Regions from separate parts of the Sus scrofa genome. Here all the other regions are linked to region 1. A link is a contact called in public HiChIP or PLAC-seq data. All regions are on one chromosome and are shown on one strand. The core of a region is the stretch at or near the end of the contact, and the rest is flanking DNA. Distances in the headings are between cores, read along the strand shown.

Region 1 (4,338 bases), core at 178-2,677:
AGAACTTGAAAACTGTGTGGTTGCAGGTGAGTGGGCATGAAGATTCTACCAGGTGTGACAAAGCAGAGGTGCCACTCACCACTGGCTGCACCATAGTCTCCCTGGGAAACCTTTTCAATCCCAATGTCCAACCACACCCCAGACAAATTAGATGGGAATTTCTGGGGTTGGGTGTTGGAATGCTTGACAAAGCACCCCAGGCGATCTTAACATGAAGCCAGAACTGGAAAGCACTGAATTAAAGGCAGGTTCTCAGAACTGTTCCTGACAAGAGTGATTCTGATAAGAGTCATTTTCTTGTGACCAACTGGTAATTACAAAACATGCTTTTACAAAAATAGTGTTTAAAGAACTATTTAAACAATAATAGATGTGTTTTTAAAAATAGAGATAAATCAATAACTATGGAAGCTAAGAAGAGTTGGAGCTTCGTCCAAATTAAGCAGATCCAGGAGTTTGATCTGGGAGTGATATGACACAAGTGACAACTTAGGAAGAATAATTGGATGCTGATGTGTTGGGTAGAGCTGGTTTCGTTCAGCAAAGAGTTATTTACCGTGGTAGCTAGCATTTATTGCTCAAACCTGCCAACAGCCCCATAGGGGGCTTGTGGTACCTTGTTTTATAGATGGAGAATCCAACGGTGAGCTAGGTTAAGTGACTTGCCCAAAGTGGGGGGAAAAAAAGAGCAGAGTTAGGATCTGAATCCAGAATTCCCTTCAGGAGCACCTTGCTGGGCCACCTGTCACGTCATGAATGACGATGCCTATGTATTCTTTGGGGACACACAATATATGTCACAGTCCTTCAAGAGGGGGTAGATGGGTCAAGATATACCCACCATGGTGATGATAAATTCTTATTGGTGTTCTGAGGACACCCGTGGGACATGGCTAAGCCTGTTGTGAGGAGTGGTGCTGGAAGAAACAACAGGAGACTTGTCTTTAAAGGAGGGCAAAAGAGTGGAAATCAGGGAGGGCAGTTAGAGAGCCATTGGGATGTTGCTGTGGGGATGGGAAGGAGAAGTCATTCTTCCCCTCATTTTCCCCCCTCTTCCTGGATTTGGAATTAAAATACATTTGGAGGCCACTGATGAGACTAACACTCCAGGACCCTCCTGAAGCGAAGAGGCCGAGGAGAGTTTGACGCTAGGGCAACACCGCCACCTGGTGGACAATATTTTTATTGCAGGCAACGTGCCTCTGCGGTGAACTTTTATAACATTAACACTCCTTTTCAAATCATCTGAATTTTGCCGACTGTTAACACATATTTAGCACTTCCTTAACATAAGTTAGGAAGCTCTACCTAAGGAAGCTTGCCTGCCCGATTTTGAAAAGGAAAAAAGGACCACCCTACCCCGAACAGATGGCAGGACGACCCTGGCTGAGACTGGGGTTTCCCCAAACCAGAGCTTCTGGATCCCAAGGGAACTGGGAAGTCAACAAGGGTCTCAGACTTCCTCCCTCTTGTCCTTTCTTCCTTTATCTCCTTTCCTCCCCTCCTTAATTCTCTCTTTTAAATTTTCAGCGTTTTAATAACTTGTTTTACATTTATCTGAGGCCATTTTGGTGTGGGGCAGATAGAATTTTATAACACTGCTTATCTCAGAGTGACCCAAAATGTATGGTAGCTATCATTTGTGCGTTTTCGTAAATAAAAACTGGAAACCCAAGTCGATTTTAATAAATTCAGTTTGGCAGGCAAACAGTTTTTTGACCAAAATCTAGAGCTTCTGCTTTAGGGAAGGGTAAGTGCTGCCCTCTAGTGGACATATCTTAACATTACAGTCTATGAATGAGGCTCGAACAGGAGAGAGCGCAAGGTAAAAATTCTGCCTTGGGGAAGGGTAAGTGCTGCCCTCTAGTGGACATATGTTAACATTACAGCTCATGAATGAGGCTCAAGGAGAAGAGAAGGTGCTTGATAAGACTTCTGCAAATACTACTATCTTCTTCTTCTGAGGATTCCTTTGAGCTCTTAAAAATTCTCAATTTCCTGAACAACATTCCACATCCCAGAATCCACAAAATATCTGCACTGTTCTGGCTAATTTAGCTTTTCTATCTCCTTCCCTTTTGCCTACGTGTAGCCTGATCACAGTTTCCTGTCCAGAAATCTGCCAGGTATCCCACTACCCAGGGTTCCTACCAATTCCATGCCCATTTCTGGCTGCTGGGGAAGGAGGTGAGGACAACGGGTATGAAGACACATTGAGCAACTTCTCTTCATTGTGATCATCAAGGACCATTTGTTGGTCTTCTACTCTTGCAACAAGTATTCATTACTTCCTAACACATACAGGCCATTTATACAAAACACGTTAGTGAGCAAGACCCAAGAAGTCATTATTCCTGCCTTAAATAGCAAGGCAAGTGAGGATGAAGCAGTGTAAAGACTTTGGACGGGGAACGAACTAGGTCCAAGTCCTGGCCCTTCCCAAATGCCATGGGAGCAGTGGAAATATCTCAGTCCCTCAGCTTCCTGAACTGTAAACTGAAAGGGTTAGACTAAGTGAGTTTTAAAGATAAGTTTAGGGAGTTCCAGTTGTGGCTCAGTGGGTTAAAGACCTGACATAGTCTCTGTGAGGATGAGGGTTTGATTCCCCGGCCTCCCTCAGTGGGTTAAGTATCTGACGTTGCCGCAGGCTGTGGTGTAGGTTGCAGATACAGCTTGGAGCCAGTGTTGCTGTGGCTGTGGTGTAGGTTGCAGCTGCAGTTCCAATTCGACTCCTAGCCTGGGAACTTCCACATGCTGCAGGTTAGGCCAGGAAAAGAAAAGAAAAAAAAAAAAGTTTAGCTCTACTTTGGATGATTTACATTGTCTGGACTCTTCTTAAAATTTCTATTCAGAGGTACCTCCTCTGAGGATTTAGTTATTTGTTAGTGTATAACCATGCCTAGGAAGTGGTCTCAGACCTGTCAGATATCTGATTGCCTCTTACTAGTGGTGTGTTATCAGTTCTTTATTGTGAAACATATTACCCAAAGCTTAGTGGCTAAGAACAACAATGTTCGTTACCTCAGTTTCCATGGGTCAGGCATCTGGCTGTGACTGAGCGGGATTTCAGATGTCAGTGGGGGCTGTGGTCTCATCTGGTGGCTCAGCTTGGGGAGGATCTGCTTTTGTGCTCACCTGTGTGGTTGTCGGCAGACCTCAGATCCTTAAGGGCTGCTGGGTTGAAGACCTCAGTTTCTTCACATGGGCCTCTCCATAGGACAGCTTTCCCCATGGTAACTTCCTTCATCAGAATGAAAAAGAAAGAAGAGTCTGTTTCTGTTTTGTAGGTGGGACCGTTTGCACCACATTTTAGATTCCAGATATAAGTGATCTTACATGATATTTGTCTTTCTCTTTTTTGACTTATTTAGTATGAGAATCTAGTTGCATCTAGGTTGCTGCAAATGGCATTATTTTGTTCTATTTTATGGCTGAGTAGTATTCCATTGTATATGTACTATGCTGTAGAGCAGACATTGACACAGTACTGTCAATCAACTGTACTCTAATAAAAATTTAGAAATTAATTTAAAAAAAGGAAGAGGAAAGAAGACCCAGAGAGAAAGAGAATGAGAGGAAAGTTGGTCTTTGGTAGCCTAATCTCAGAAGTGATATCCCATCACTTTTGCTGGATTATTTTGATTACAGCCACTGGTTTTAGCTCATTCCCCAGGGGATGGGAAAGCACACAGTGTGGTGGGGATACCAGGAGGCAGGGATCTTTGGAATCTCCTTCAGAAGCTTCCTGTCATATGTGTGACTTCAGGAACGTGAATGTCTTTGAACCTCGGTTTCTTCCATCGTAAAATGGGTATAGCAACGCCCATTCCATAGGTGTGCAGTAAGAAATAAATGCAGAGTCCTAGGCACCTAGTAACTAAGAACCCAATGACCATTACTTGTGGTGTATTCCCAGTGGAAGGCCTTCCACAGAAATAGCTGCAGAACTGAACCACTCAGGCTGTTTCATATTTTCTTCCCAAATAAGTTTTGAACTCTCTGAGGAGTAGATGCAAGTAGAAAATAATAGAAACATGATGATTTATCTTACCCATAAAGTTATAAATCAAAATAACAAAATAATCTTTAAGCCCCCAATTACATCCAGGAAAGAAAATTAAATAGTCATTGGCGTATTGGTTTCTGTATTTCTCACTGTTGTATTCCTAGCACCACAGCATCTGGTTCATAACAGACAGTTAATAAATATCCCTTGAATTATATACTGTTGTGTTTTTTTGTTTGTTCGTTTGTTTGTTTTTTTCCTTTTTTTTTTTTTTTTTTTGTCTTTTTGCCATTTCTTGGGCCACTCCCGCGGCCTATGGAGATTCCCAGGCT
Region 2 (3,819 bases), core at 1,029-3,528, 230 kb before region 1:
TTTACATGGCCTCCTGCCCACAAAGCCTGTGTCGTCACCCTGAGGCCTACTGCCAGATGGGACCTGCTGCATCTAGTCTCTCTCTAGAATATGCCCTGCTTGGTTCTTCCCATCACTTGTAGAAGTCTTTATTCAGTTGTATGATCAAGAATGAGTCCACACAAATACCAGCACTCAGCGTAGCGCCATGCAGCCTGGCTGTGCTGGCGAGCCTGGCCCCTGAGCCCTCTCTTCTTCAGGCGTGGACACTCCAGGGCTGAGTAGCAGCCACTAAGGAAAATATAGCTCTTGTTTTTGTTCATACTTTGCTACTTATCCTTATACAAATGTTTTCCCCTCGCCACATATCATAGAGGGAATCCTAACCCACCTGCTCAACTTCAGTTTCATAAAAATGCTGAAGTGGGGCTGCTGCTTTTATAGTTCTCCAGCCCCCCTCCACATACACACACATATGCACAGAATTTGGATAAACGTTCTGCCTTGGGATTTTTTATTTCTGTTGCCCTCAAAATACCTGTAGTGAGTTGCATAGTAGTTGGGCTAGCTCAGGAAAAAGAATGCCATGAGAGGTTTTCACTCAGCACTGCATTTCCTACAAGATCTAAAAGCCACTTAGCCTCCACTCCTCCATGCCACCTGCTTTCAGGTGAAGATACACGAGCAGTCACTGGGACTTTCTCTGGGACCCTGTCAGTCTCCTGACAGGTGAAATGGTTGTGGATTTATGAGCCCAAAGATCGGCGTATCCCATCCGTTTTCTTATTTTCCCAATTTCTGAAAGATAACTGTCGCCATTAAATTGAGAATCTGTCTTAAGATTAGCAATTCTGAGAACTGACTGGATGAGTGTAATTCTGTGATTTGTGAGACATGCATTGAAAGAGCCAGCAGAACATTCTGATTATCTGCTAACATTCGAAGAAAATAGAATTATCACTGCAGTTAAAACCTTCTAACATAATCTACTATTTTCGAAATCAAAGTATTAGATGTGCTGCTTAAAGGATGGTGCTACTTCAGAAGAAAAGGAGTTGGCAAGACATCTCTCTTCACAGATGTTCCCAGAGGCCACTTTGGTGATTCAAAATCCCCTACCCCACTTACTCCTTTCCCACCCCCACCCGCCACTGAAAAGAAAACAATAGGGCCAGCTTACCAAAGTCAGTGAAAATACAGCTAGTTCTCACCCCCAAAATAGGTATTTTTTGGAAGAAAACACCAGAAGTAAGTTATTCTTACAAGAAACCAGAGTAAAGACTCGTCATTCTAAGTCACTGTGAAGGTTCAGACCTCCTGAGCACTCAAGCTCCCTTTACCGTGTCTCCTGTGCCGGCACTGTGCTGAGGGTCTTACCATCTCCTTTATTCTCGAAGGTTTGCAGACTCTGCCCTGAGCAGTAGCCCCTTAATGGAGTCAAGTAAAAGCCCCAGTCACTCCTTCGGTCTGGTAGGATGTTACGGGGATGTCTGCCTGGCGCCGCTGAAGGAAACCTCATTTAACCTGCTCCTCTTTCTTGTGAGCCGCGCTGGCTGGTCCCCACTGAGACCCTGTCACACCGCCGTCATTCCTGTGCCGACACTGGACCAGTGTTGCCATGATGACCTAGACACCAGAGCACCCTTCTCCTTAGCCTTGCTCCTCCGTTGCCGACGGTGACAGGAATGCAGTGAACATGGTGAGGCTTGGCAGCTGTGATGTGAAACCTTGTTTCAAGTCCCTTGTCCCTGTCTCCACCTCGAGGCAGCGAAGATGAAGGTCTTGCCTTTTCCTGGGAAGGAACACCAGGCTGGCTTACAGTCCGATCCTGAGGGGAACTCCTTGGGTGTAGTTGTACTTTGTGGGGGCGGAGAATTTGAAAAGCTCACTCTTCCTGTTTTCTCTCTCTTCAGCTCTCTGAGCATTTTCAGAGCCGGTTAGTTTTAGGCATCCTGCTTGTGTGTGGAAGTTTTGCTAAGCCATTCCCACTTGTGAGCGGCAGGGGCCAGGCAGGCGCTTTGGAGAGCCATGGCCTGAGGCCGGCGTTTTGTCAGCATTGGCTGTGGGCTCCCTGTGGCTCAGAGTAAGAACTGCTAACAAGCACAGCCCAGCTCAAGGTCAGCACCTTGGGGCTTGTGTGGCGGATTAGGGCCACGGGCACTAAGCTACTTGGGGTCGCGACTAAAATTCCATGTTTCTTCCTTTTTCCAGCTCTTTTCCTCTCAAAAATAGGTGGTTCTCCAGGGGCAGGCTCTGTCACTTCTCTCTTTTGACCACTTAGTCACACCCTGGGCATCTCCAGAGCCCTGAGCCCTGGAGAGTAGAAACCACCCCAGGAGCAAGGCCTTGCTGGGAGTGGCCCCCTGAGTGGGTCCCCAGGTTGACGGCTGGGGATTGGCGGGCCCTTGTCCCATTCATTAACTGACTCGTGGGGTTTTCCATTATCCGCCCCACCATATAAACCTGCCCCTAAAGTGAAGGGGAGAGGGCATGTGTACCTTCTGCTGTTACACTGATCCCGATCTGGCATCTCTGGTGGCAGCTGGGGACACTGAAAGTTCAGAACGGAGACGGGGACTCCTCCCAAGGAGTGACTCACCAGCCAGGGTGCAGGGCAGAGCTGGTCACAGAACTTGTGTTCTCGTCACAACTTCCCCTCACTTCCAGATCAGGTCTGACCTCAGGCTGGTTGCTGGCATCCTTTGAACATAGAAACTGCCTTTGGCTTTATTGGAACTAGGAGCCCAGCATAAAATTGTGAGGGTCATTCTTCCACTTCATCATCAGCTGTTAAACAGGAAACACAATGACATCATTGCTGTGTTTGTAAACAGCAGCCAGTCTAGTGATACTGCAGTGAACTCTTGTTTTCATGCCAGACTCATGGGTAGGGGTGCAGCGTAAACGCCAGTAGTGGGCTTAATGGCGAGCTCGGCTGTGGGCTCCTGTCAGGATAATGTTTGTTATCATTTGCCTCTGAAACCACACTTCAGTATTGTTAGTGAACCCCTTAATCCTGCATCTCAAAAATGGGCACCAAGAAGCCAAAACCAAAGCTATGGGGGCGGGGGGGTGGGGAGAGCTCTCTGCAATCAGTGGCAGCTCTGCTCTTGATTGCCCTTCGGTTTTGCCAGAACACTCCTCTCAGAAGGTCCTCCTCTTTTCCTAGTAGTTTTTTCACAGCGATGTCAAGTCTGTGCGGACCACGTCCCACCCCCATCCTGTGGCCGAGCGCCCAGAGCGGGCCACCCTGACTTCTGTGCTGGCTTTTTGCCCTGTCCCTTCCTCCTGCTCTGCAGAACCTCGGAAGACAAAGGCCTCGGCAGGTTCACCCAGGCTGCAGGGTGGGACGCTGGCCCTGCCAGAAGATGCCAAGAACATCATAGTTGCCTCCCCTGGAAGAGCCCACAGCCTTCTCTGATCCCCACGGGCTCCCCTCCCTCCCACAGCCAAGGTCGCGTTGGGTATGCAGTACCTTCCGAGGACGAATTTTCTCTTTGTTTTTTAAGTGCCTACACACGTTACAGACCTCTGGGACCTGCCAGAGAGTCAGCTCGTGCCCTGCCCCTCCCTCCCGGACCCTGCACTTGGCCCTGCCATGGGGGCGGCCCCTCACCAGGGTACCCGGGTTCTGCAGGCGGAGCAGCAGTGAGGGCGGCACGCGGGGCGAGGTGGTCATTGCCCATCAGGCTGGCTTTGTCGCTCTTTCCTCTGCTGCTCCTTTAGGGGTGTTTCTGCTGATGGGGGTCATGGTCCTGTCAGTGAGACTGTTAAGGAGCTTTCTCAGCAAAGTCTGTAGCCGCCAAGTGAGGAAGACAGGAAAGCGAGGCAGTCTCAGAG
Region 3 (4,272 bases), core at 1,101-3,600, 240 kb after region 1:
AGGGCCTCATCTTCCATTTCAAAAACCCTATCAAGTTGTTTTCTCAGAGATCAATGACTTTTCCTAATTTGACCTAGAATTAAATTTTGTAATATTGGAGCTTGAACTGGATGCCAGACTTCAGTAGGTTTGAGATGGGAGGTGGGATGGTAGTGAGTGATTGGGCTTAGGGGGCCCTTCTTCCCACAGAGGGGTATTTGCAGACCCCTTAGTCTATGTATACATTTTATCAGCCTCCAGTCACCCCTCACCTCGCCGCCTCCGACAGTAATGTCTTTGAAGGAAAGGATGAGTTGCTGAAACTTGGTCTTTGTCCACTGGTGCCACATAGAAATGTGGAGACAGTTTTGGGTGGAGGAGAAAAAAATCACTTTGCCAGGCAAAGGAGGCCACAGCAGGCTAATGCCCTGAAGACTGTGTCCCCCTTAGGAAGAGAATAGGAGGTGTTTTTATAGTTTGGGAGTAGAAAATAGGGCCACAGTTAAGGACTGGTGTAGATGCAAGATTTTATTCTTCTTCAGAGTTGGTGTTTAATGGTCCCGGTGCTGGTTCTAATGGTTCTCCTCTCTGGTTTTCATTTGTTGGGGGTTTTAGTTCTGCAGAAGAACTTGAAGATGTAGTTATGTATATTCCTTGAAGAAGAACCAGGATCCTGCCCCAAGGCTGCACTGTTATTTCTTCATGGTTCCTCCCTAGTCTCTGTATCCCCTCCCTTCCCTGATTAGCAACTGTTTGAATCTGCCCTTTGGAACGCAGGAAGGGCATAGACGCTGAAGCTAAAAAATAAGAAATGGGGAACACAGAAAGGCTTGTGTGCCCAGGAACCCCACAGAGTCCTGCTTGGTTTCATTTCTGCTTCATTACCTTATCCCCATGGCACCTACCAGGGTTCTTTGAACATAGTAGGTATTCAGTAAATATTTACAGAACAAATAGATGGGTCAGCATGATACTAATGGATGATTTAAAAATTAATAATCTCCTCTCTTAAGGAGTTTATAGTTTAGTCAGGAAGACAAAAATAACACAGATGAGAATAGTTAAGCCACGAACCTTGTGGCACTGATGAGGGGATGAGTTTATCAAGAATTTTGAGGTGCTTAATGTTATTTACATTCTTTGTTGTGTACGCAATAGTTAAATAAAGTTTAGACTCCTGTCCAACATATCACTAATTCAGATACCTTTTTCTCCAGATTAAAAATAAAAATGTAAAGGCATATTTCCATGGATATATGCGCCAAAGATTATGAATTTGATTTTAGCACCAGTAGGTGATGATTTAATTTTACCAAGTTATTTTGAACTTAGTACATCGAAAACTCAGGTTAGTTTTGTTCTCTGGCTAATTATCCTAATGGGGAGATATTTCGATGGAAGTATGAGGATAAATATTGTTTTGGGGTATGTGACCATGCTTCCTTGTATTTTCTAAATCTCTTGGGTGTTTTAAGGGAAATTTAATCCATCTGATTTTGATCTAAATATAATTTACTCACAATAATGGAGAAGTATTTGATATCCAGAGAAATCTATTGATGCTCTTAAAGCTTTTCTCCTGGGAAATAATAAATCACATTTTTCCAAGAGTAAATCACAAACCTATAATGCCTAAGTTTTCTACTTATTTAATGAAGCCTGAGTTTAGCATGAAATTGGGAGTCCAGATCAATTATTTTTGTTCTTAATTTCTTGAGTCTTTCTTTTTCCATGTGCATAGGAAATTTTCTTTGAGGAGGTTTTCTTTTTTCTTACTCTGTCAGTTTTATCGCTATCTTATTTTTTTTTCAAACAATGATTTTGGAAGATTTAAGGTAGTAAAACAATTTTGATGTCTGTGGATGATTGGTGTCTGTATTCAAGATGTTTCAGACCTGTCAGAAGCGTGGAAATGCTATTTGAATGTGCTTCTTAATTTTAATTTTAAAACACTTTGAGAACTAGATACCAGTCCTAAGTGCATATTTTGAATCTAAAAAAGGAAGTTTAGGCCAAGGTACAGCCACATTCTTGCTCTTGAAAGACCTGAAATCCGTTTATGAATAAAAAAAGAGGTCATGATGTCACTATTACATTTGGAAGTGAAATGTGGAAGAACTTGTGCAATGTCTAAGTGTGAGAGGGTCTTGGGTGGCCTCCAGGGTGTGCCAAGACACTCTTCCTTAAGTACCTCTGCCTTCTCTCTCGACTCATTCCATGTCCAATAACGACTCCCCCCACCACTCAAGGACAGGTGATGTTCCTAGCCCTTCTCCTTCTAGTATAGGCTTTGCAGCTCTGACTTGGACCTTAGCCTGGTCCCTCTTCTCCACCGGAAGCTGATGGCCGGAAGTCTGGACAGGGACCCAGCTCTTGCTCCACAGCTCTCTGCTGCCCTCTACTGCCCACTGCAAATGGCAGTGAACCCTCCAGGCCCAGCTGGCCTATGATGCCTGGGGCATTGCAATAGTCTTCTGGCCTTTCTCTCCTTTAGTTCAGGAGATAAATAGCCAGATAAATCTTCCTGAAATATCATTTCACATGAGAATCAGTTCCATCATAGAAGTTCAGTTCAGATACTGGAGACAGGATGCCTGGGTTCAGTTCTAGCCCTGCCTTTTATTAACTATACAACCTTGGGCAAGTATGACCTTGGACAAGTTAGTTAAACTGTGTGTCTCATATTCATTGCCTGAAAACTAGGTTGATTATACACTTATGAGGTGGTATTATTATTATGAGGATTAAATGAAATAAAAGAGAAATGTTTAGAACAGTGTCTTATACAGAGTAAATGCTAAATAAATATTAATTATTATTATCACCCCCCCCCAGCTCCTCCTATTAGGATTTACAATTTGCACAGTGTGGGGACTTCTAACACAGGATGATATTAGATGGTTCAAGGATATGGCAGAAAACTATTGCTTGTTTCAACTGTCTTTCAGCTCTTCTGATTATATCAAGGTGAAAGTGTCAGTTTGGTGCTTGAATGTTGAATGTTTTTTTAACCTTTCTCCAACACTTGTTAATCTTTCTTCTTAATAGAGATAGACCTCCAGCTATTAGGCCTCTATCTCTATTAAGACAGAGACAGCTTCAGGCTTCTCTTAATAACATCCATTTTTTACAGTATTTTCTATTTCTGACAAATAAAATGCTGGTTTTCATTGTGCAATTGTATTATAAAGTCTCCTTGAGAAAAGAATCTATGTGAAAAAGTGAGTTTAAAGACTGTTAAGCCAATAGTAAACAAATCATGCTGTAATTTTAAATATGGCAAAACCCATAAGTATAGTGCTTGGATGTCTGAGGTTTGAGGAAACCCCAGGAGAAGGTACAGGCTTTGGGCTTTTGTGGTTACCAGGACCCTTTCTGGAGTTCCCATTGTGGCACAGTGGCAACTAATCTGACTAGTATCCATAAGGATGAGGGTTCGGTCCCTGCCCTTGCTCAGTGGGTTAAGGATCCAGCATTGCCGTGAGTTGTGGTGTGGGTTGCAGACACGGCTCGGATCCTGCATTGCTGTGGCCATGGTGTAGGCCGGCAGCTGTAGCTCCGATTTGACCCCTAGCCTGGGAACCTCCATAAAACAAACAAACAAACAAACAAACAAACAAAAACAAACAAACAGAATGGACCCTTTCTGCTCTCCTTGTGGGTCTCAGTTTTAGCCAAACTGCCCCGCTGATGGCTGATGTGTTTTGCCCTTTCTTGCCTTTGGGTTTTTTCTCAAGACTACCCACTAGTTTCCACTTTTCTGATTATCATTCATCCTTAAAAGGTTAGTTAGAAGTTCCCTTGTGGAGCAGCGGGTTAAGGATCTGGCATTGTCACTATAGCGGCCTGTGTCACTGCTGTGGTCATCAGTGGGTTTGACCCCTGGCCCAGGATGCCACTGGCACGGCCAAAAAAAAAAAGTTAAGACCAAGCTCCTCTGTAAGGCCTCCTCAACACCTTACTCCTGGTCACTCTTCTTCCTCCGGACTTTATCACATTCATTACCTGTTCCATTTATTTGGCAGTCATTTTTTCCTATGAGATAGCTGTCATTTCATATACATGTCCTATTTTTGCAACTGTAAGAAAGGGGCTGGAAGATCTTTCAGTGTGGGGACAGTGTTTTAGTTAATCTGCCCTTTGGGGCCTATTAACAGTATCTTGGATGAATTAGTGTTCTAAATACTTTAATTATGTTGTGTGTCTGTATTGAGGTTTCATTTATATACCATAAAATTCATCCATTCTGAGCATATGGGTTGATGATTTTTTAAATAAATTGATACAGTTATG

The links. HiChIP or PLAC-seq counts read pairs in DNA pulled down with a chosen protein or histone mark.
Region 2: an H3K27ac HiChIP or PLAC-seq map of alveolar macrophages shows a contact between it and region 1. The contact joins two enhancer-like sites. A contact is called at or near these places in 2 of 47 Hi-C or Micro-C datasets (epiblast stem cells and undifferentiated spermatogonia) and 2 of 2 datasets of contacts at active chromatin or transcription factors (alveolar macrophages and skeletal muscle).
Region 3: a contact with region 1 is called in an H3K27ac HiChIP or PLAC-seq map of alveolar macrophages. The contact joins two enhancer-like sites. A contact is called at or near these places in 1 of 47 Hi-C or Micro-C datasets (embryonic fibroblasts) and 1 of 2 datasets of contacts at active chromatin or transcription factors (alveolar macrophages).

The regions. Positions count from the first base shown.
Region 1 is chr14:13,119,989-13,124,326 of Sscrofa11.1, forward strand. No RefSeq gene overlaps it. Among named protein-coding and RNA genes, the nearest start is that of KIF13B, 22 kb to the left of the region's middle. Within about 2 kb of position 1,428, at least 31 of the 83 cell types and tissues checked have an H3K27ac peak or open chromatin away from gene starts, as enhancers often do. A contact at or near this core is called in alveolar macrophages, where this site is marked.
Region 2 is chr14:12,888,788-12,892,606 of Sscrofa11.1, forward strand. It overlaps HMBOX1 (homeobox-containing protein 1), which reads left to right. Exons shown (of 11, transcript XM_005670463.3): 11 at 1-3,819. Among named protein-coding and RNA genes, the nearest start is that of HMBOX1, 200 kb to the left of the region's middle. Within about 2 kb of position 2,279, at least 6 of the 83 cell types and tissues checked have an H3K27ac peak or open chromatin away from gene starts, as enhancers often do. A contact at or near this core is called in alveolar macrophages, where this site is marked.
Region 3 is chr14:13,363,186-13,367,457 of Sscrofa11.1, forward strand. All of the region lies in intron 1 of MSRA (mitochondrial peptide methionine sulfoxide reductase), which reads left to right. Among named protein-coding and RNA genes, the nearest start is that of MSRA, 30 kb to the left of the region's middle. Within about 2 kb of position 2,351, at least 6 of the 83 cell types and tissues checked have an H3K27ac peak or open chromatin away from gene starts, as enhancers often do. A contact at or near this core is called in alveolar macrophages, where this site is marked.